6 separate regions of the Mus musculus genome follow, and all the other regions are linked to region 5. The links are chromatin contacts, called in public Hi-C, HiChIP or PLAC-seq and promoter capture Hi-C maps. All regions are on one chromosome and are shown on one strand. Each heading gives the region's core, a stretch centred on a gene start, on an enhancer-like site or on the middle of the called end of the contact. The rest is flanking DNA. Distances are from core to core; before and after follow the strand shown.

Region 1 (3,671 bases), core at 587-3,086, 1.1 Mb before region 5:
CTCAAGATCTCTGAGTTTCAGTCTCTGCTTGATCCAGCTGAATGGAGATGGAACCAGGTTAACTGTTGCAAATCTCTTCACCGTTCAGCCTTGATATCCAGGCTGAGTCTTCTATTTCAAATAAAGAAAAAAATGATGCCTTTCTCCACAACCAAACATTACACTGCCCAAGGTCTTCAAAGAAAAAAATAGCAAGTTTTTCAATTTTTGTAAAATATATATTCTTGTTTTAAAAGCTGAGAAAGTTATCTTATGCATAGAAAATGTTACTAAAACTCCTCTTCAGGCAGCAACACTTTTAGATGTTCAATAACTAACTCAATTAAGGCACAAACCAATTTTAGGACGGTTGACTTATTAATTTATACATGTTCGACATGGTTCGTAATAAAGAGCATCAATTTTTAGGAAAAAGTTTAAACTTCCCCTTCAAAAACACTTTTAAAAACGTCTTACTCTAGTCTTTTCAGGGGTGTGTGAGTTTGGACAGTTTTCTGGGGGCAAAAGAGAGATTCAAAGGCCCCCTTCTATTTACTGGTTCTGTTTCTCGCCCCTCAGTAAAACACTATCCAGCTTGTCACTTTCCTATTTTTCTTCTGTGGTCTCCAAGCCCCCAAGGCTTGATCCTTAATGCCCCTCAGATCCTGATCCTCCTGTGTATTAACTGAGAGGATTGAAAAGAAGGAAGGCAATCCCTTGGCATGGAGACATTAAAGTGACAGTGCTATTCAATGGGCACTTGATGCAGGATGATTTGGCGAAGCAGACTTCTTCACACTGGAGTCATTCACATCATGCCATCTCTTCGCAAACAAGCAGCTTCCTATCCGGCGAAGAAAAACACTGAGGCTGCTGGAAAGGAGAAACCAAACCTTCCCCAAAAGGTGTTTTCAGAGACGCTGTAGTAGTATTAGGCATGCAATCACACACTATGCAAATAGTCCGCGATTTCCTAAATGAGAGTGCAGCTGTTTGGCTTCCACATCCACCCTTTCTCAGTCTCTCTCCAATCTACCCACCTTCCTTTTGCAGAAAAGACATTTCTCTGCCACCGCTGGCCACCCCTGCCCACACCCCGATCTTATACAGAAGAGCACCGAAATGTCCTGCACCCTCCAAGCGATGAAGTGTTTCCTCGGGCAAGAGAAACAGCAGCACTAGAAATTATATAACTCTCGAATTTGGCTTGCCTAAGACATGGAGACTGGAGGGTCGGGGGTTGCGGGTCTGGCAGACGCTGCTGGGCATTTCACGTGCACGGAAGCGCGCCTGGCCTCCTCGCAGCACCATCCACCCCTAAAACACTGGCCGACCAGGGCTCTTCGGGGGAGCAGGGAAAAGGGATATTTCTAACTGAACCCTTTCCAAGCGGGGCTTGAGGGTGGACTATGGGGACTGAAGACTGTAGAGAGCAGGCTAGCCCGTGCTGCTGTGGCCGCGCCGGGGAGACGGGCTGGAGGCTCTGAGGAGGAACCTTAGAAACCACAGCCTTAACACACCGACCGGGCCGAAGGAACTACCAGGGCTCGGTTACCCCAGCCGCCCTGAGAAGAAGGCGCGCAGCAACAGGCCTGCGCCCGAACCGCCCCTGGTTCCCTTCAGGTTGGCCAGGCTGACAATTTGGCAGAGGACAAGGCAAGGCTGGCTAGGGGCGGGCCCCTGACCCTGAGCCTTCCTCGGAGCCAATGAGAGATCGCACTTCTGCGACGCCACGCCCAACCTCCGCCCGGCTGGAGGGCGCGGCTTTTGACTGGGTGGGGGAGTACCGGACTAAAGGTACGAGCTGTCAGACAGCTGCAAGTCCCGCCCCAGGCGCTCCGGCCACGCCCTCCTGTCAGTCACGTGAGGCGCTAAGATGGCGGCGTCCCAGCGACCAAGTTGGTCCGAGTCGAAGGTTGCTGGTGTTGTGCAGGAGGGAAATAGGGAAGCACCCCAGGTAGGCGGAAATCTAGGGTGGTGTGGGTCGCCTCCTCGGAGATGATGCACGTGAAGGATTTGAGCAAATAGAACCGAACCCGACTTTATGTAGAGTGTAATCAAATCTCTAGTTCCGAACAGCGTAGACCTGAAGTCTACGCCGATTAAATGCAGCTTGTTTCTCTTTCTCGAGGACCTTTCTTCAATTACAAATACTTTATCGCCTTACCCCACCCGGCCCGACCTCCAGTTCTCTCATTCTGTTTAAGTCTCCTGCATTTTATTGATTTGATGTGTTCTGACTTAACGCAAGGTTATGATGGCTTCTTGAATGCATTCACTTTTTTGATTACCCGAGAACCTAATATCCACCACGGCTGGACAAATCATGTTGAATAAAATTCTGAAGGTCAAATAATACACTTAAAGATACAACACACACACACTTTGCAGGCCATACGCCCACACAAATGCACTTAACGTGTATAAGGATGGTGATCTAATCAGTTGAGTGACTTTGAACTTCCTTAACTCTCAGATTAAACGTTGGTTGTGGCAAAAATCTTCATTTTCAGTTCTTGCTGAAAGACTTCCTTGGAATCTGATGATGGAGCACTTGTCAGGCCTGAAGCCCAGGCGTCTATACCAACAGCACAAAAATAAGTTAAAACAAAACAAAACAAAAAACTCTGGGCAAGTTAATAATCTATATCTCCTTAATTAAGGAGAGTGTAGTGAAACCCTTGCAAATGCCAGATGCCAAAAATATTTGCTGTTGCTTTTGATTATTTCAATATTGACTGTCCTGCAGCCATAATTGTGGGTACCCTTTTCCCCAAAGCTGTCTTAAAGGCCTGGAAATTTTCTGTGGGTGGTGAAGAGGGCTGTTCAGGGAATTGGATGAGAACAGAACAAAAATTTCTCTACGTTTTTTTGATTAGCCATGATGCTATTAATATCTGCCTTCATCGTACACTAGATGGATTGGTTAGAGAATCCTCCTTAGAAAATACTATTTCTTCTTCCATTTTTCCATTTGGATAGCAGAAGGAGGGGGGAGCAAAAGATGTAAGTCTAGTCCCCCCCAAAAAAATATAATTTGTAAAGTATTTTATGCCTGCTCTGCCCACCCCCCTTCTCAGCTATCTTAAAGAACTGACTTAAATGCTGTGTTGTATTAAGGCAGAAATACTGGTCTTTTGATCAATTGTATACCACCTTAAGAAGATCAAGGAACCCATTCTTTGTGTGTGTTGATTTCCTGGAGTCAGGCTCCATTTTTTTTTTCATTAATTTTAGGCTTATTATATGCTCATCACTTATAAATGTTAGCATGTCATCTGTAATGAACCTTTGACTTTATAACTTCTCATGGATTAATCTAGAAAATGTAGAGCAAAAAATAAAAAGCACTGAACTTTGAATCAGTAGACATCTCACTGATGAAATAAGTAAATATTTAAAACCAGAATTTTGGATTTGTAGGAAGTGTCCATATATCTTTGTTTGAATGAAATGGAATACTCGTAAGATACATAAAATGTCATAGTACCAAAGGATTTAACAAGTGTTTCCAGAGACCCAAAAGTCTTATGTATAGCCAGAAACTCAAAAAGGAATCTGGAATGGATTTTCTAATCTCTTGGTGAAACTCTTATGGTTCTTAATGTGGGCAACTATTGGCTTATCACATGGGACACAGAGACCTTACAAACCCTGAGTTCATTCCCTTTGTCCAGGCTTCACAGTATAAC
Region 2 (3,850 bases), core at 676-3,175, 1.1 Mb after region 5:
TCTCTCTCTCTCTCTCTCTGTCTGTCTCTGTCTTTCTTTCAGATTAACAAGCTAGATGGAGACTGTTGGATTTCAGCAAGCCCCCCCCACCCCCACCCCAGGGGCTTAAGTGCATATTTTACACATCAAGGCAGGCCTGACCTTCAGGTTCTTCCAGTATCCCTATGTCCCTACCTGGTGTACCAAACCTTGAACTTTCCAGCCTAAGGGTTGGGCTGCCCTTCCACCAGAGGCTCTTCCCTATATAATCCAGTCATTTTGGTCTCTTGTCCTTCCTTTTTTTTTGGTTTTTCGAGACAGGGTTCTCTGAGTAGCCCTGGCTGTCCTGGAACTCACTCTGTAGACGAGGCTGGCTTTGAACTCAGAAATCCGCCTGCCTCTGCCTCCCAAGTGCTGGGATTAAAGGTGTGTGCCACCACTGCCCGGCCTCTTGTCCTTTCTATCTTCAGACCTTCTCTCCATGGGAACTTTCAATCTCTTCCCCTTCTCCTCTGTCTCCCTTCCCAAGGCTGTTTCCCTGATCTGTGATCTTGCCTCCCCTGCCAAAAGCAGTTTCCAAATAAACCTGAGATATAGATAGATAGATAGATAGATAGATAGATAGACAGACAGATAGGTAGATAGGTCCCTGATCTGGCTTGAATTAGCTCATTTTACCGTGAAGGAATAACTTATCAGAGACTTCATATGATAAGGCGATGCAAACCTTTTCTCTCCCTTCTGCCTCATCTCCATGCTCAAATTTAGAAAAGAAACAATTGTAGACACCACCCAGGATTAAGCTAAACCCAGTCACCTGGAATTTAGTAAATGACTCCTTGTTGGAGGCAGGGGAGGTGGGATATATGACAGCATTTATTCTACTCACAAGAAAACTACAGTTCAGAGTTGAGTTTCTCTGTGCAACTCTGACTGGGGAGACCATAAGTGTCACTCTTCTTATCTGTACTACTGTTTTCCTATATCCGAGGCACGTGGAATGCCCCAGTCTTCATTTACTACATACTCACTGAGAGCCAAGTGTTAGGCATTGCGTTTGCTTCCGTCATATCCAAACACTACTGTAAAATGTGACAAAAGAGACAGGAAAAAGCTTTTGTATATCTCTCGAAATTCCTTAAACAAGGCGTCCAGAAATGTCAAGGAAAGTAGCAGATAAAACAGGCCCAGTTTGAAGTGGTCTCTTCCCACTACCTCACAGGGAAAGAAGGAGCGCCCCCATTAGAAAGAAAAAGAAAAAAAAAAGAAAAAAAAAAAAAAAGAAAAAAAAAAAAAGGCTAACTCCTAGAGTCTGAGCTCAGCAGTCAAGACTCTGAATTTTAAAAACAAGAACCTGTCAGACCTGAGTGAAGGGTCAAGAAAGCAGTTCTCCACTCGCTTCTAAGAAATCAAAGCAAATAAAACAAGTAAAAAACCAGGGGCGCGTTTCCTTGAACATGAGTTGTGAGATAATCAGGAAAATAAGTGTAAAGTTAGAAGTTCTCAGCAGCTCAAATTCAACTTAGCGGCCCTGGCTCTGATCCCCCAAGGGGCCGTTCGTCAGCTCTTAACTCTCCAGTCACCCAGAAACGCCGGCCCCAAGGCAAGGACTCAGGGACAGAAAAGGACAACTCGGGACCCTGGGAAGCCGCTTACCCATCACCGAGCAGTTAATGTCGCTTCGGGAACTTCTAGGGCCCACCTGGAACACCCAGGTGCCCAGCAGATCAGGGTAGGTGCAGTTGGCAGGAGTGTCGGAGCGCACGGTGCAGACTCCCAAAAGCACCAGCAGCAGGACGGCGCGCAAGGAGTGGGTCCAGGGACCCATGCTGACGGCGCCCGCGGAGCAGATGGCAGAGAAAGCAAGTTCAACTGGAACACCACTCGATGGCAGTCAGGCGACCCTAGTGGCTCCCGCCTTAAAATACCCAAGAGCCCGGAAACCCAGGGTCCGCGGGGCGGGGTTACAGGGTGGTGAGAACAGAATGAGGTGGGGGAGGAGCGGCGAGGCTGTGAGGACGGGGGCGTGGAGTGACTGAGATGTAGGGAGGGACAGGGTGTGACTAGGTGAGGCAGCACGAGGTGGCCTGAGGAAGTTAGTTAGTGACAGTGTAGGGTGGGGACAGGCACCACTAGGAGGAAGAAGGAAAGTGGCCTTTGGGGACCTCTGCCTTTCAAGGAACGCCAAAGCTGAGAACTCTGTAGCGGTGTTTTGTAATGCCAGTGTGATTAAAATAGAATCTACCCTGTGCAATACAGGGTTGACAAGAGTCTTAAAGTCTACTGAGGCTAATTCTCTTTCTCTTGTTTTTGGTGCACTTTCCTGCATTTCTGACTCCGTGGAAAAACTTTACTAGCTAACCTAAGATAGTCTTGAGAATTTCTGTTCCATTTACCAAATCTAGCTTTTTATCTTCAGGGTTTTCTTTGGTTTCCGGTCTGCCTGTTTACCCGAAGATTTCAATTGTAGTGAACCTTTACAGGTTGGGTGAATCTGTTTTGTTTTCCCTCCCTGGAACTTTATTAGGATTAAGTTGAATGGGGTGGGGGTTGCGGGTGACTGGGGTGATCACATTGTGATCACATTGCTCAAGCCCTTCTGTTTTCAGAATGAAAGCAAGAATTAGAGAAAGAGGAAGTAGCTTGCTCAGGATGAAGTGGTCTTCTGAGCTCCTGTGTCAGGCTTTCCCAAGGGCGAGCTGAAGGGAGCATAGTTGAACCTTGCCTCCTCTGTCAGTCTTCTTGCCTGCAATTGTTAAGTAGTAATCTTTAGCGAAGCATCCTGCTCTTGTGAGAGCTGTTTTGAGTTGCCTGGCTGTTGTTGGCTGGGATCATGATCATTCTGAGCTAATCTGAGAATACAGAGATGAACCAGGCAGACTTGATGAGCCTCTTTGACCTAGTAGGCTTGTGCACTTTGTTTCTTTTTAAACCCCATCCCACAGATCACAGATATTTATGTGCAGACTTTTTTTTTTTTTTTTCCACTGAGTACATGCAGTCCGAGGAAGCAATGTGGTTGAAGAACAAACCACTTCTGTCTCTGAATTCTGCTTTAAAAACACTCAGGCTTCTAAGCCTGAAGGCACACTTTGATAGGGGTCCTTCTTGATAACTAAGGGGCTAGAGTGTTCTTTCATATGAAACTAGGCTACAAGAGCTAAATGGGGAGGAGCTGACACCTTCTAGATCTCAAAAGCCTTTATAGGATTAAGAATTGACATTGTATAATTAAGCTAGCATTTTCTTTTAAAGGCCCCATTACAGATAGCATCACTTTCCTAAATTTCTACAGTTTGTCGTTGTTGAAACATTTTACTAAATGATCCATATCTTAGAGCTAAACGTGGGATCTGGGAATTCCTTTGATGGACATAATCAAAGTAGAACACTTACTTGTTAAAAAGAAATTAAAGCAGCCTTTCTAAAGTCAATGGCAAAGATTGTGGGTCACTTTGGATTAATGAATGCATCCTGATATTAGGAAATGGAGATTTAGAGAGTTGAATCACTTGTCAAATGTCATTGCCAGTTAGGGAGAATCAGCAAGAAACATGTGCAAGTTGCACGCCCCAAAGTTTAGTATATGTTGAGTGATATAAGATAATATGAGTTTCTAAGCAATACACACTTGTCCTTGGGCCTCCGAGATGGTACTGTATAGTGTGGCTCAGGAAGTGTAATTCCAGTGCCAGTTTATAAACTAAGTTATGCAAGTTTCTGAGTTTTACCTTATACCTCTGCCAAACCAGAGAATGTTGAAGTAAATTCCAGCATTTCTTTTCAGCAGTGTATTTTTTAACAGTCTTTTAGATGATACAAAATCAATTTGAAGTTTAGGGAGCATCTTCAGGAACTTTCTCAGACTTGA
Region 3 (3,684 bases), core at 926-3,425, 1.2 Mb after region 5:
AACTCTAACATTATTTCCTTTTCTTAAAGCATATGGTCTTCATAGTTGATTGGTTCTGAACTCTTCCACAATAGAACAAAAAAAATAATTTCCTGTTAAGGGTTTAATTAATATTTACTGAAGAATTTGTGAGCCTGGATATGGTAACACATTTTTAGTATCATATCTGCTAGAAAATACTTATTTCTTTTGGAGAGAATTTTAGATGCTTAACACATCAAGATTTAACAAAATCATAAACAAAAAAGTAGTGTTTGGGGTTCAACAGGAGAGATGGTTGTGCAATCATGGAACTTAGTCTCTTGCAGACCAGTTCTGAAAAGAAACAGAAAAAAATATAGGATGAAAAGAAAGAAGGGTTTAGGAAAAATTTCCCACCCTGGTTCATCTATTCCTATAGACTTGTTACTATATTGGGATTGAGGTCTGACAATTTGCCAAAGATTCTCATTGTAGCATTTACAAAAATTGTAAGGGTCATGTATAATTAAATACAGATGCAGAGATATATAGATGATGATGAAGGTGGTAGATAGATGATAAATAGATATATGACAAATAGTTGATAGATTAGATAGATAGATAGATAGATAGATAGATAGATAGATAGATAGGTGATAAGTGATTGTAAGCAACATGAAGTCAGAAATTATGTTATTTGACTCTTCCTTGAATCTGTTGATCATATCAGATGTTCAGTAATACTTACTGAATAATTAAATAAATTAATGATTAAAAGTGAGCATCCAGAAATAAATAACTGAGAGTTACTCTTTTATTGGAACTCATTACCTGAACAGTGGGTACTTTATATTTTAATGAATTAGATTACATATTTTAATTGTATGTATATGGGTGTTTTGTCTGCAAGTATGTCTATGCATCACATATGTGCCTTATGTCTTTGGAGATGAGAAGCCTTCACATCTGTGGAACTGAAGTTACAAATGGCTTTTAGTTGTTAATGTGGGTGTTGGGAATCAAACCCAGGCCCTCTGAAGGAGCAGACAGTGTTCTTAAATCTCCAAGCCATCTCTGCAGCCCAACACTGGGTATATAAATAACTGAGTACAAGCAAGGGTCCAAATCACACTAAAGCTCTACAGCTATCAAGAGAAGTTTGGCTTGCCTTCCTTTTTAGACGCTATTTTGGTTTTCTTGTTTTCAACACAGTTGTTTTCATATCTTCTCAGTCTAATTTCTGCAAGTCACCACTACCACTACTATACACTTTTACTTTTTCCTCCTTCCTACTCTGCCTTTTTCCAAGAAACAAAAGAGGAAGTGAAAACGATTTACATATTTACTGATTTTTTTTATGATGTAAGAATAGCCTGGAGCCATTTCATGTTATACTTAGCAGAGCCATTGTGCAGTTTCCATAGTCCTCTACCCTAATTACCAGTTTCAATACTGTTAAGAATAGAGCAGAATCTAAAAGAGCCAATCATATCCCCAGTCAGTTACTGGCAGCAGGGGCAGGTACTGGTGAGAATAGGAAGAAAGTTGCTGATGAAGAAGGTACAGGCAGTCTGTGGATTTACTACTGTTCTATACGGCTGCTAGGTCACCCAGAGACAAAGGCATCCTTAAAAAGATCACACAAGATTGGTAACAGAAGCCCCCATGTAAACCTGGACCATGGAAAGGAATTATTGAGTGAAAACCTACGGCATCAATTTGCTCTGTTCCCCATCCTCCTCCTAGATCCATTTTTGAGAGCCTGCCAGCATGCACCAACTATTGTTGCCCAGCAGTCAACCAGAAAACAATCTGCTGCCTAAGAAAAAGCAGCGCCCGTGGGAGGGAATGCAGAGCTCTTTTGTGGGCCGTGGGTCGTTCCTACGCAGCAGAGGAGTCAGTTAAAGGAAGCTTTGCTTCAATGGCATTCGGAAAGTAAAAGAACGCCTGACTTGAACAGGCAGAGCTGTGTTCCCTCCCTTTAATCCTCCTCCTCCTCCTGTTGTTGTTGTTGTTACTATTATTATTATTATTATCTGTACAGTTTGTTTTCAAGGATCTGTGGTATAATTTGATGCTGGTGGAGGATATGATGTCATGTGAACCAAAAGACAAGGCTAACATAAAAAAATAAAATGAAAACAAATGTGGGCTATGAGAAGCAGAGAAGATGGTTTTGTGGCAAGCAGAAGAGCAGCTGTGTTAGAGCAGCAGTCTGTGACATGTAAAACCTTAAGAGCCAGGGCCTGGTTTTTTTACTTCAGAAAGAAGAGCTGTACATACGTGTAAAGAAAAAGGCAAAAGAGAAAGAAAGGCAAAGGCAACCACAAAACCCCACACCACAGGAAAGGGGGTTGACTAGAATCAGGAGTAGCAGCCTCTAACACTGAGGTTAGGTCCACAAATATTTGCTGTATTGTTTAGAGGACAGCTGTGTGCTCATGTGATTAAAAAAAAAAAAAGGTGCTATTTGCCCTAAGTTCTCAGCTTAGCCATGTGTTGCAATTGTTTTCAAATTGCTAGTGAAGTTTCTAGGTGACTTTGGTATGCCACAGGACACTACTGCAGCTTTACCTTTTTAAATAACTCAAGGATTTTTCTTCTTCTTCTTTCTTTCCTTTTTTAGTAATCATTTTATTCGTTCACATTTCAAATGCTATCTGCCTTCCCAGTTACTCCTCCACAACACCCCCTTCCCATCCCCCTTCTCCCCTTTGCCTCCGTGAAGGTGCTACTCCACCCACACACCCACTCCAGCCTGACTCCACAGCTCTAGCCCAGTGACCCTGATGGAAAAGTTAGGGGAAGGACTGGAGGAGCTGAAAGGAATTGCAACCCCACAGGAAGAACAATATTAACTAACTGGACCTCCCAGAACTCCCAGGTACTGAGCCACCATCCAAAGAGTATACATGGAGGGAACCATGCCTCCAGCTGCATATGTAGCACGATGGCCTTATCTGACATCAAAGACAGGGGAGGCCCTTAGTCAACTGGCTTTCTTTTTCTTTTTTATTAGATATTTTCTTTATTTACATTTCAAATGCTATTTCTTTTCCTGGTTTTCCCTCCAAAAACCTCCTCCCCCTATTCCCTTCCCACTCTTCCTATCTCCTCCCCACTCCCTCTGCTCACCAACCCACCCACTCTGGCTTCCTGGCCCTGGAATTCCCATATACTGTGGCATAGAGCCTTCACAGGACCAAGGGCCTCTCCTCCTGTTGATAACAGACTAGGTCATCCCTCTGCTATACATGCAGCTGCAGCCATGAGTCCCACCATGTGTTTTATTTGGTTGGTGGTTTAGTCCCTGGGAACTCTGGGGGTACTGGTTAGTTCATATTGTTGTTCCTCCTATGGGGCTGCAAACCCCTTCAATTCCTTGGGTCCTTTCTCTAGCTTCTTCATTGGGGACCCTGTGCTCAGTCCAATAATGGCTGTAAGCATCCACTTCTGTATTTGCCAGGCACTAGCAGAGCCTCTCAGGAGACAGCTATATCAGGCTCCTATCAGCAAGCACTTGTTGGCATCCACAATAGAGTCTTGAGTTTGGTGATTGTATATGGGATGGATCCCCAGGTGAGTCAGTCTCTGGCTGGTCATTTTGTTTCTGTAATTCCTTCTATGGGTATTTTGTTCCAACTTCTAAGAAGGTTTGAAGTATCCACACTTTGGTCTTCCTTTTTGAGTTTCACGTGTTTTGTGAATTGTATTTTGGGTATT
Region 4 (3,554 bases), core at 566-3,065, 1.1 Mb after region 5:
TAATACAGTAGACTGCTTGAGCTCACCCAAAAGTCATGTTGAAATTCCAAGCTCTAGTGCTAAGAGGTGGGAGGAGTGTCCTATAAAAGATACTCCTGGACCTATTGGCAAGGGCCAAAGGAATTCATTGAAAGCATATTCTTGGAAGCCAGGTGCCATTACAAGAAAAAGGAAATGCCATATTATGAAATAATGCATATGAGCAATGTTATTCTAAGTTTGTTCAGATTGCATGGGTAAAAATAAATAAGCATATAAAATAAAGCTTTGTAAAGCTGGCCTTTGCTATAATTTTTAAACAAATGAATATAGCTTTATCCTTCTACTTTCTCACAACCTCTCCGATCTCGGCAACAAGTATAAAGATCACATATGCCTATACCACCTCTAAAATAAAGCCACTTCTACACACGATGCCTATCATCAAATTATTATATTAGTTTTACAATGCTATTAAAGTGATAAGCATTTCATTGTGAATGTAAAGATTTATGAAGTCAATTTAGCTAATTTTTGAAATAGAGGTATCTTTAATAAATCTGATTATCAATAATTTGGTAGCCACCTTATATTTTTTTAAAAAGCACTATGGAAATGTTTATGCTTTTACATGTTATCAGGGTTACTGTTTTCCCTTCTCTGGGTAATGATTTTTGAAGCACCTGGAAACAAAGAAAAGTCAGGATGTTGTTCACAATCTACTGCTGTAAACCCTATTTGAAATACTTGGATTGTTTTTCCTCACACTAAGCCCGGCAATTCCTCAAGTGCTCTGTCTTGCCATGGGACACAGTGAAGGAGCTCAGTGCATGTTTGTGGAAAGAATGAGTCAAGCCATGATGAATAAGCACATATTTACAACCCAGAAATGATGGAAACTCAAGGAAACTGTCAGCCAACAACTTGTTTCTGAGCTCTAGAGGAAACAGAACGTTGGATGCTGATGCGAACCTCCTTTTACAGGGCTCAGTGCCACAAGACCCTGAACCCAATCTGCCAAGAACCTTTCTAATTAACTACTGTCACGTCTGATCTTTTTCCAAAATCTCCCTTCTAAAACTCTCATATTTGTTCTTGTTATACACTGCTGTAGTTGATGAATGATCATCTAAACTTTAAAGATGAGAAGATAAACACCTGTAATGCTGACTTAGAAGTCATTACTTTATAATCTAGTCACTTGATATCTGAGGCCTAGAAACTGAGGCAATGACCTGTCTGTCAGCTACTGACAGCAGATGTTAGTATCCTATTGTTTCTCTTCGTGCTGGGTTCATGGCCTTTGCATGTTTTTAAAAATAACTGTAAGTTTAAATTACAACTTTGCTTATTTGGGAATAGAGGATAAAGCTCTGTAAGGGGAGAGACTGTCTATTCTTCTCCTTAGCCACAGAGCCAAACAAACAAACAAAAATAAAAACAAAAACGTACGTGTTTTCTTTTCATATTTGGCTTTTGTTTTTTTGTGAAGTCTATTTCAGGTCTTGCATCCTTGAAAGATAGACAACACACAGAAGATGAGTAACTGATTTGTTGGTTTCTAAAGCATTTAGAGAACACTTCCTCTGGACTATTCTTTAAAATACGATAAGGTCAAAGCATAGATGTGTGACCAATTAACCAAAGATACTATTGCTCGAAAGAGACACCTAAACCCTATCTATAAACAGTGCATCTTCTTCAGCTTTTAACAGCTGCAGAGAAAAAACAAAACAAAACCTGTAAGTATTAATCATTAAACCCACGTTATCAGACCATCAGCAACAATGGGAGCGACAGGTCATAAGTACAGCCCATGGGTCAGAAAGTGCTTTGTTTTGAACTCACGGGAATGGAAGAATTTGCTTTCAGTATCTGACTTTCTGGGAAGATTGTCAACTGTTAATCAATGACTGCTTCCTTTCAAAAACATAACCTGGTTTAGATTCCTCAAAATCCATAGTGTTTAAGATGACTATAATACAATAAGTGAGAAAGGGCCTCACTAACAGAAATCTCAGCAAATGATTCCATCTCCAAAGAGGTAGAACATGGTTTCCACATGGTACACATCCCCCAGTAATAGGAATCCCACTGCAGCAGCACAGGAGAGCCACAGTCCTTGCCTCTCTTCTTTGCCCCTCATTAGCCATGTGAGCCAGGGCAAATCATTTAGCCTGTGGCATTTCTCTTCATTCTTGTGCAAGTATAGATTAGGTAGTGTGAACAACCTAAGGGCCTTGTCTAATGAGCAACATTTATAACCAAGACTTAAATAGAGTGGACTCTAAATATCAGGAAAATTCGCCACCATGCTTAATATGACCCCAGAGAGCCACTCTCATTCTCCCAGGACTAATAAGACCTGGAAGAAAAGAAAGGAAATCTATCTCCCTTAACTTTCTATCGTCAATCTTCACTTATACCTCAATGTAAATCTAGCTATAAGGCATTTTTACAGCTATTTTAAAGTGGAAACATAAAACTCCATTTGTCTTTCCAGTATTTCCTTTGACTTTAATCTTAATCTGTTCACCGCATAAAGGAAAGCTGTGAATTCCCTTAACTGTGCCTAATTTGGAATTCTGTGTTTCCAAGTACTTCAGTTAACAAGAAGAGACAAGAAGTATCTTTCCCATTCTGAAGTCTAAGAAAAGTATCAAGAAGTGAGAAGAGGAATGTCTAATTACATTATTTCCTTAAGCACCTGACATGACAGTGAAGGTGACAGATCAGTTGCAAAGCAATCAGTTCACAGATGACTTCTGTTTTGAAATTTCCATTGTTCTGCAGAAATTATATTTAGAACACACAAAGAATGGGGAGATTTGGGGTCTATCAAAGCTTTTATCAATTGTCCAGGAAAGCAACACCAACGAATTTCCTTCAAAATGTCTCATTCCCTTCCACTGGATTACTCTCATAGCACATGTTATTCTTCCATGTAGAGATAAACTCCATCCCTCCCCACTGAACTTCACAACCCCATTTCTGATGTTTTATGTGATGTTTTAAAGTTTTGCTTGTATATCCTTCTAAACACTAAGTCTTCGGAAGCTACTATTGTTGTCAATAATGAAACCAACAGAGGATATTCCTTACTTCCCTAATCTTCTTGAGTAGGTCTTGACAGAGATTCTTTTTTAGTTAGAGTTTCTATTTTTCTGGTATAACACCATGGCCCAAGCAATTTGTGGAAGAAAGGGTTTATTTCATCTTACACTTCCACGTAATGGCCTATTTTGAAGGGAAATCAGAGCAAGACCTCAATGCAGGAACTAATGTAGAAGCCATTAAAGAGGTTTGCTTATTGGCTTTTATTCTTCATGGCTTTTCTCATAGTGCCCAGGTCCACCAAGCTCATGGCTGGTACCTCCCACAGTGATATGGACCCTTTCACATTAATCATCAAAGAAAAGAAAAATGCCCTAAAGGCAAACTCATAAGCTGGTGGAGGCATTTTCTCAACAAGTTTCCTCTTCCCAAAAGACTCTAGTTTGTGTCAAGATGACAGAAAGTTAGCTGGTACCAGATCTATTTGACAATTAGGTAAGTTTTAATCCTCTGCAGGCTGG
Region 5 (3,528 bases), core at 748-3,247:
AGTCCAGTTGCTGTCCTCAATTCCTCCAGCATTGATAAACAGTCTCCTTGGCTCCTTACAGATGTTGTCTATGAAGTCTAGAGTTACAAGTAACTATTTTCCAGCATGTAAAGGGATCCAGTCTTGTCTTTCAAAACAACTTGGCTGCCTCCCCAGGATACATGTAATTAAAAATATATATCCCTGCAAAAGCTGTTTCTCCAACCAACTTGCCACTGATGTCAACCGTGTGCTGTTTCCAGGCTAAGAGTGAGAGGATCATTTCCTAAGCTTTTATAACTTAGTTTGGAAGCCCTGAAACCTCTACAGGGATATTTCTCCAGCAACAGGTCTAATCCCAACCATCTTCCCCAAACCACAACTCAGCTTTTACAGCGACCGATGTAAAAACCCAAGCCTGTAAATAAACCGTATGTCTGTTTCTTATCTCGCTACAGCCAGAACTATAGATTTCTTAAGGTTTCAACCTGGACAACTCTAACCTCCATTTTTTTTTCTTTTTTATTAATAAAAGCCACTCAGCCTCACCAACCAAAACATGGAGAGTGTTAAGTTTTTAAAACTTCATTCCAATCTACTTTCCATTGAAGTTAGCTGTATAAGAGAAATTATAACTATGTTATATATGCAAATTACTTTTCACTTATTATTGTAGGAAGAACTTCTATATCATTACACATTACCAAAGTTTTAACATCTTAATGACTGTTAAGAAAAGGAGGGAAAAAAAGAAAAGGAAAAAAGAAGTTTTCAAATATGCACACTACCTTCCTGGAGCCTTTTCAGTCCTTCCAAAAATTAAACCTGCCTCCAACGTTAAGGACAAGAAAGAACTCGGGCCAACCTAACCACTCTTTCCTGTATGACCTCTAAAAAGTGCAGGACGACGGCGGGGCATTCTGCAGAAAACAGACAGCGATGTTTTATTTGGTAACCTACACCCAAAAATACAGGCAAAAGGGAGGTCGATGAGCGACCTGGAAGGGCGAAGTTCTGTCTCCTTATCACTCCTTCCAAGATTTAGGTGCAACCCGCTGCCCTGCCAGGACTCGCCCACCAAGCAGCGGCTGCCGGAATCCTTGGCAAAGATAGCCCTCAACTCCACTGGGGTTAGGGGCTTGGCCAGACATGGGCAGGGGAGAAAAACGGAAGGGCGGGGTGTAAGAATAGGTTCTTTCGCGGGCCAGATGACTTACACAACGTTTTGGCTTCCAGTCTCCAAGAGGGACAGAAAAGTGGGGGGTGGGGTGCGGGTTGGAAATCACTTTCTCAGGAGTTGTACCCTCAAGTTAGGAAGGGACCAGGAGGCTCGATCTGTCAGGGATTCCAAGGAAGGAGTTTGGGAGTCTCTGTCTACCGAGTCCTCCGGGGATGGGGGTAGGGGCACCCACCTGCAGCTGGCTGGAGCAGCCGTACTGGATGAGCGGCGTGAAAGTTGTCAGCTGCAGCTCGGCGTCTGTCTGCAGCTCGTGTCCCACTAAGTTGGGCATCTTGGTCACGTTGTAGCCGAGGTTCTGGCACATGGCGATGCGGATGGGGTCGCAGCGCCGCTCCTCCTCGTCCCCGAACCCCAGTGTCGGCCGCAGGAGCAGGAGGAACTGCAGCAGCAGCCCCAGCCTGAGCCCGACGCCTCCAGGCGCCCCCCGGCTGCTCGGCCCTGTGCCCGGCCAGGCCATGGCCAGAGCTGCGGGCAGCAGCGGCAGAGGCTGATCTAGCAGACACCCCCAGTTTGCACAGGGGCGCCGGTGGCCGCGCTGCTCCCAACTCCGGATAGGGAATGCGGTAAGGCGCCAAGGGCGACAAGGGGGCAGCAGTCGCCTCTCCAGCAGTTGTACGAGAATGTGCGGGATATCAGACGTCCGGAGCCCGGGCCGAGGGATGGACTGCTAGGGTCATGGCTGCAGGCGGCGATCCCAGAACTCGGCGCCGGCCGAGTCCGGCTTTTCGGCGAAGCCCGCCTGCACTCTACGCCGCGCTGTTCTCACCGCCCCAGCGCTCTGTGGCGCTGGAGGTTCGCAGGGCGGGGGCGGGGCGGGACGGACAACGCGACTGTCCAATGAAAGCCCCCCCTGGTCAGAGGGGGCGGGAAGGGGCGGGGCTCCTCTCCTGCTGTAAGGGTCAGGCCCCCGCCCGCGGCTTGATCCTCTCTCCCTTGCTCGCTCCAGAGGCGCCCCGCCCCGCTTGGCTTCCCGGCGCTCGGCGTCCTCCCACCCGGATCCATTGCACGCTGTGGCCAGGCGGCGATGGAGCCCCGTGGCTCCTGCCCAGCCAACCTGCTCTTCTCTTTCAGGTGAGACGTGCTCCCACATCTATGCCCCTTTCACGTCCTTCCCCTTACAGCTGTCACCTCCGGCCCCGTGGCCACCTCTGTATCAAGCAAAATAATGAACACAAAGAACACGGTATTTGGGGTTTACACAGATTGTGGCTTTAAATCCTGGCTGTGTGACCTTGAGCAAATTGCCCAACCTCTCCGCGTCAGGTTCCTCATCCGTAAAGTGACTTGGGAGGATTAGCGATAAAGCCTGAAAGGCTTAGAGCTGGTGCCTGGTACAGTTCGCAGAAAATTTCACCTCTAGCCAGTGGGGCTGGCGCCCGCCCCCCGGCCCCGCCCCGCACTCGGCGCGACCTGCGCCGGGAGCAGCCGGTCTGCAGTCGCCGTGGGGGAGGCGCTCCGGAGCAACAGAGCAGCCGATGGGCTCGCGCTCCGATTTCCTCACCGTACGAAATGAAATTCCACAGGGGGATTCGAAAGGAAATGAGGCCGGGACGCTCCGTGCTTCTCGGCCCGCCGCCCTTCCTGTCTCGGGGACACGGTTTCTAAATAAGGTTGGGAGGGTAAGAGCGCGGGAGGGAAGAGGCTTGACCTGTGCACTCGAAGCGAGGAAGGCGCACAAGCCCCAAGGACGCCCCTTCCCAGACCCGGGACACCCTTCCCCTGCATCCTGCACTTTTTTCGTTCCCATTCTTGCTCTCCGTGGCACTCTGGGGGTCGGCAGATGTTCCCACCCGTGTTCCAATCCAGCTTCTCTCTTCTTCACCCACAAAGAAAGGACTCTGTATTGGGTCCACCCTCTCTCTGCTTCCCATTTGGCCAGTGGAACTCTCAGCAGGTGATTTCCCAAACCATGTACTTGTTACTTGCTGAGACTAAAAGGAGCCTCCAACTGGCCACGCAGTAGGCCAGTTTCTGAGTGAAGTCCATCCATGCTCTCCTGTCACATAGCGGTTCTCAGTACCGGAGTAGTGTAGATCATCTAGCACAGTGACCGATGAATAATGCTCTATAATAACTCGGCTGCCACTTTTTGTTTATATCTGGGACAGATCGTGAAATGTAGATCGTAAGACTACCCCTTGCTTATCAGTCTCGTGCTAAATTCTGAGGATACTGGTAATAAGTAAAGGGATTCCTCCCCTCTCCTTCAGTTCTGTTTGCCTAAGCCCCTGCCTGTGTTTTTCTGAGTTCTTTGTGCCTTCCCATTTCAGTTGGTCTTCTGGCACACAGCTGAGGTAAGGTATAAATTG
Region 6 (3,797 bases), core at 453-2,952, 1.3 Mb after region 5:
TGAGCCCACCAAATCCTGTATGTTATTGTAACTCTTTTCTGCAGTATTTAAAAAGTGACAGTATGAAGTGCACAAAACCACACTAATTACTATTTTAAAAAGTAAAGGAATAGTAATTGCTTTGCCTTTTTTTTTTCTGGAATGGCTGAGAAAGATAGTGGTTGATATTAAGGTTCCTCTGCTTTAGTACTCTGTATTGCTTTGAAAAAAAAATCTACATTTGTCATAGTTCATAGCTGCCCCATGTAAGCAGCCAAGAAAAGATAAAATCACTACTTATGGGCATAGCAAAAACACCTGCTATGCTGACTTTCCTGTATTGAGATTCTGTTACTCTTATTAATTTCCACATCAGTCCCTCCAATTGTAATATCTTCATCAGGTCAATGGACCACTCTTCCATAGGTGGGACTGGGGGCAAAACAGCCACCAACAACAGAGGATCTCTTTGTATATCAGGTTCTCAAATAAAGAAACAAGGAAGCTCATTGCGTATCTTACTATTTGAGCTTGCAACACTAACGGAAGGGTATTTATAAGGAGGAGTGCCTGTGTATCATGAAAGAGAGCCAGGCTATAGCTCACAAATTATTATTACAAAGAGAATTTCCAGCTACACAATGCACCCCAGTGAGGGAATTAAAAAACAGTGTTCCAGAAAATATTTTTTGTTTTTTGTTTTGTTTTTTTGTTTGTTTTTGTTTTTGTTTTTTGCTACTCCAGTATTGATTGGCAACATGGTGAAAGAGTCCAGAAATCTTGCACTGGTTTTCTTGGTTAATGGAATCCAGGATGCAGGCTTTTGGAAGAGTATCTCACAGCCTGTTTGGAAAGTCTCTGCTAGAAACTCTTTGTTCATTAACACAACACTCACTACCCGTTTGTGTTACTCAGGAGACTCACAAGCTCAGTAAATACTGGGCCGGCCCTAGTTACTACTAGCTTCTCAAGGTCTACTGAATGGAGGGACCAGGGAAGGAAAGAAAAAAGAAAAAAGGAAAAAAAAAACAAAACAGAAAGGTTGACTTTTTGGTCCCAGATTTTTTTGAGTTAGTTAGAAAATGTACATTCAATGTTTGGTGAATCAAAGACTCTTCTGGGAAAATGAAGTAAACAAACAAGACTGTCCACAGTTGCTTATTAACTCCACTTTTTACTGTTCGGGATGTTGCTTCACACTGTTGCTGCCTCGGAGCAAAGCACTTGGTATTGTAACTGCTTAATCCACTCCTGGTCAGCACTCCAAAAAAATAGAAGCAGTGTTTCTTAAAAGCCCATGTTTTCTAAGGCCACTAGAAGATAATCTGCCAGAAGATGTGTAGTTGGTGTTGTCATCGGCTGTCATGAATTAGCACTATTGATCTCATGTCTCCACCGTGTGTGCCCTTGGCATTTTTCACCTCAGGTTCTCTGTTGGGGTGACTATGGGTGTCACTGCGCCCATCTGTGAACACCGAGGTCTGCTGTTCAGGCCTATCCCAGGGATGTTTCCAGTGGCTCACAACGATGAAGAACTCTGCGTGTAATCTCTGATGATGAGAGTGTCATATTTGGGAGAGGATGGGATGCAGAGGGCCGATTCGGAGACTGGAGAGTTTGGGGTGGTGCTCCCCGAGTCCACCGAGTCCCTGAAGGGCGATGGTGGAGTGAGGGCCACCAGCTCCTCCAGATCCGGTTTTCCTGGGGCGGCTTCAGCTCCTGCGGGCGTCTCTTGGGCAGGTGATGGCCCTGTCGCCGGCTGAGCTCCTCCGGTCACCTCGATGGCCGGCAGAGGCTGGATCTCTGCGAAGGTCGTCATGGTCGTGGGCAGCTGGATCTCTTTGGGGATCAGGTAGGAAGAGCAGATAGGGGTACCAGGGGGCCCCGGCGCAGCCGCGGTGGACAACATCATGGAGTTGAGCTCGGTGATGTTGGCGGTGAAGCGCGTCACCACGCTGCTAATCTGCTCCATGAGCGAGCCCTGGGATGAGCTGCTGCGTGCAGCGGTCTCCGAGTGCAGCGACGGCGCGTCGTCGTCTGTGCGGCCCGCCGAGCCTGCCAGGTGGCTCAGCGTACTGATGGGCGATGGCGAGCGCGGCCTGGCAGCCGCTGGGAAGCGCTCCTCTGCCTCTGCGACATCATAAAGCGCCTTGGGGCCGGCGTCTGGTGGCTCTGGGCCGCCTGTCGCTGTGCATCCTGCGCTACCAGCACCAGCTGCACCGGGGCCAGAGCCACCACCTGCCCCTGCACCCTGCCCGCGGCTCTCTGTGCTCTTGGGGAAGGGTTTGATGACTGCTGTCTGGTTGGGGTTCTCCTTCTTGTTGATATGGACAGACAGTCGCTGCCACAGGTGCTGCCCCCGGGTGCTCTTCTCATTCTGGGCCCAAGTCACGGATTTTCCATTGGAGCTGTGGAGAGAAAAGAGTGGAGAGGTGACTCAGCATGTGCCTTAGCAGCCTTCCATGTAGCTTCCCCAATGGTGGGAGGTGATGGGGATTTGAGCAGGAAGGTCATTCTGTAGTCCTGGAAGGAATGACCCATCAGGAAAGAGGGATCATTTGTGCTATTACAGCAAGGGGATCAAGTATTCGGACATAGGGCTGCTTGTCAGTATTCTGCAGGCATTTAGACCTCACCATGAGCACAGATATGCTTTGTGCTGCAAATGCAAATGTGGAGGTTGGTACCATCACGATGTGTATAGAAAAGCATGGCACAGAGCCACAGGCTTCTTAGGTTTAGCAGCCTCCAGATGGGAACATTAATTAAACCAAGACCTCAACTCACCAGCAGTTATAAGAGGGAGGAAGAGGTGGAAGAATCGAGATTACCAGGTAGTGGGCAGTAGCTCCAACTCAGCTTTTATTCTGCAGGTGGGCATATGTACTTAGGGATTGATTGCTGTGTGAACTCCTGATTTTGAAACATGGTTTTATTTAGTCTGACTTATCTGCTGGAAAATATGAATTTAATGAACACATACACACACATCTCTAATTAATTAAAAATTTCTACACCACAGGAGTTCTTATAACTTTGATTTTTAGGCTGCAACTTGAATAATAATTCCACCAGAGAAATTGTTGTGTATGGCCTTGAATGCCTAGTACAGCAATCTAAAATTTGGGTCTTGATAAGTGTTGCCTTGGTGACAGAAGTTCTGAAGGCCTTCTTCATGCTTTCTTTTCCCAGGCAGCCCCTGTGCTCTGAAGGCTACGCTAATGAGGATGTACATTATGGTTCAACTTCAGAATCTGCATCCTTCTTCATGCCAAAATGGCTGTTACATAGCCATCAGAACATAGATGCTCCTGTCAGACACATTATGGTGGTCAGAGGATAATACATGTCTTTCAGGGATAGCTCATAGAGGGATCTTTTTTGAAGATAAATTGAAGATGAGAGGGTGCCTGCTACCTCTGGTCCAGCCAGTATTGTTCTACCCAGTATAAACAAGACATTAAAGAATGAAAACTTCTCTCTCAAGCAGTGGTTATTAAACGTAGTTTGAGTAAACTGAAGTTAACTGTTTATAAGATTCATTCAAGGAATGTATCCCACGTGCCACATGGGCCCTCGGGAGATTCCAGTATTCTGGATTGGGGCTGAAAGTGTCAATGTATTTTTAATAAGAAAATTATTTTTGTCCTTTCCCCTTAAAGTGACTCTGCAGCATGTGTTTCACAATCTGAGAACTTCTGGTGAGAAGTAGTTCTTGGTTTTTGGTTTCATTTACTCCACTGGAGTGCTTGTTGGAGGGCACAGCTGAGTGTCAGGCAGAGGCCTAAATCCACCCATTCTGAGGTTTCCTGCTTGCT

What was found. Promoter capture Hi-C pulls out the DNA fragments that hold promoters and counts their contacts. Hi-C and Micro-C count contacts between places; a contact is called where the count stands out from the background. HiChIP or PLAC-seq counts read pairs in DNA pulled down with a chosen protein or histone mark.
Region 1: a Hi-C map of uterus shows a contact between it and region 5, with 2.5 times the contacts expected there. The contact joins the promoter of Tmem126b here to the promoter of Fzd4 in region 5. A contact is called at or near these places in 2 of 39 promoter capture datasets (embryonic stem cells and pre-B cells), 3 of 484 Hi-C or Micro-C datasets (cerebral cortex, rod photoreceptor and uterus), 3 of 115 datasets of contacts at active chromatin or transcription factors (astrocytes, large pre-B cells and stem cell-derived neural progenitor cells) and 3 of 9 other capture datasets (adipose tissue, liver and macrophages).
Region 2: an H3K27ac HiChIP or PLAC-seq map of extraembryonic endoderm stem cells shows a contact between it and region 5, with 7 times the contacts expected there. The contact joins the promoter of Ctsc here to the promoter of Fzd4 in region 5. A contact is called at or near these places in 5 of 39 promoter capture datasets (the C10 cell line, embryonic stem cells, hippocampal neurons and 2 more), 2 of 484 Hi-C or Micro-C datasets (the Ba/F3 cell line and embryonic stem cells), 6 of 115 datasets of contacts at active chromatin or transcription factors (acute myeloid leukemia, astrocytes, embryonic stem cells and 3 more) and 1 of 9 other capture datasets (adipose tissue).
Region 3: an H3K27ac HiChIP or PLAC-seq map of DN3 thymocytes shows a contact between it and region 5, with 21 times the contacts expected there. The contact joins the enhancer-like site here to the promoter of Fzd4 in region 5. A contact is called at or near these places in 1 of 39 promoter capture datasets (pre-B cells), 4 of 115 datasets of contacts at active chromatin or transcription factors (DN3 thymocytes, astrocytes, embryonic forebrain and 1 more) and 1 of 9 other capture datasets (liver).
Region 4: a contact with region 5 is called in a promoter capture Hi-C map of liver, with 4 times the contacts expected there. The contact joins the enhancer-like site here to the promoter of Fzd4 in region 5. A contact is called at or near these places in 9 of 39 promoter capture datasets (the 3T3-L1 cell line, 3T3-L1-derived adipocytes, the HPC-7 cell line and 5 more) and 1 of 115 datasets of contacts at active chromatin or transcription factors (bone marrow-derived macrophages).
Region 6: a contact with region 5 is called in a promoter capture Hi-C map of hippocampal neurons, with 5 times the contacts expected there. The contact joins the enhancer-like site here to the promoter of Fzd4 in region 5. A contact is called at or near these places in 2 of 39 promoter capture datasets (hippocampal neurons and pre-B cells) and 2 of 115 datasets of contacts at active chromatin or transcription factors (astrocytes and forebrain).

Annotation. Positions count from the first base shown.
Region 1 is chr7:90,474,160-90,477,830 of GRCm38.p6, reverse strand. Tmem126b (transmembrane protein 126B) reads left to right here and starts at 1,836. Exons shown (of 5, transcript NM_026734.2): 1 at 1,836-1,936. The coding sequence starts at 1,856. It also overlaps a transcript of Dlg2 not described here.
Region 2 is chr7:88,276,160-88,280,009 of GRCm38.p6, reverse strand. It overlaps Ctsc (cathepsin C), which reads right to left and starts at 1,925. Exons shown (of 7, transcript NM_009982.5): 1 at 1,636-1,925. The coding sequence starts at 1,807.
Region 3 is chr7:88,205,217-88,208,900 of GRCm38.p6, reverse strand. No RefSeq gene overlaps it. Among named protein-coding and RNA genes, the nearest start is that of Ctsc, 71 kb to the left of the region's middle. Within about 2 kb of position 2,175, at least 133 of the 459 cell types and tissues checked have an H3K27ac peak or open chromatin away from gene starts, as enhancers often do. A contact at or near this core is called in DN3 thymocytes, astrocytes, liver and 1 more, where this site is marked.
Region 4 is chr7:88,304,187-88,307,740 of GRCm38.p6, reverse strand. The region is part of intron 5 of Ctsc (cathepsin C); the gene reads right to left. Among named protein-coding and RNA genes, the nearest start is that of Ctsc, 28 kb to the right of the region's middle. Within about 2 kb of position 1,815, at least 10 of the 459 cell types and tissues checked have an H3K27ac peak or open chromatin away from gene starts, as enhancers often do. A contact at or near this core is called in liver, where this site is marked.
Region 5 is chr7:89,402,835-89,406,362 of GRCm38.p6, reverse strand. It overlaps Fzd4 (frizzled class receptor 4), which reads right to left and starts at 1,997. Exons shown (of 2, transcript NM_008055.4): 1 at 1,392-1,997. The coding sequence starts at 1,676. It also overlaps a transcript of Tmem135 not described here.
Region 6 is chr7:88,128,571-88,132,367 of GRCm38.p6, reverse strand. Grm5 (glutamate receptor, metabotropic 5) reads right to left here. Exons shown (of 11, transcript NM_001143834.1): 11 at 1-2,387. The coding sequence ends at 1,499. Among named protein-coding and RNA genes, the nearest start is that of Gm24249, 43 kb to the right of the region's middle. Within about 2 kb of position 1,702, at least 71 of the 459 cell types and tissues checked have an H3K27ac peak or open chromatin away from gene starts, as enhancers often do. A contact at or near this core is called in forebrain and hippocampal neurons, where this site is marked.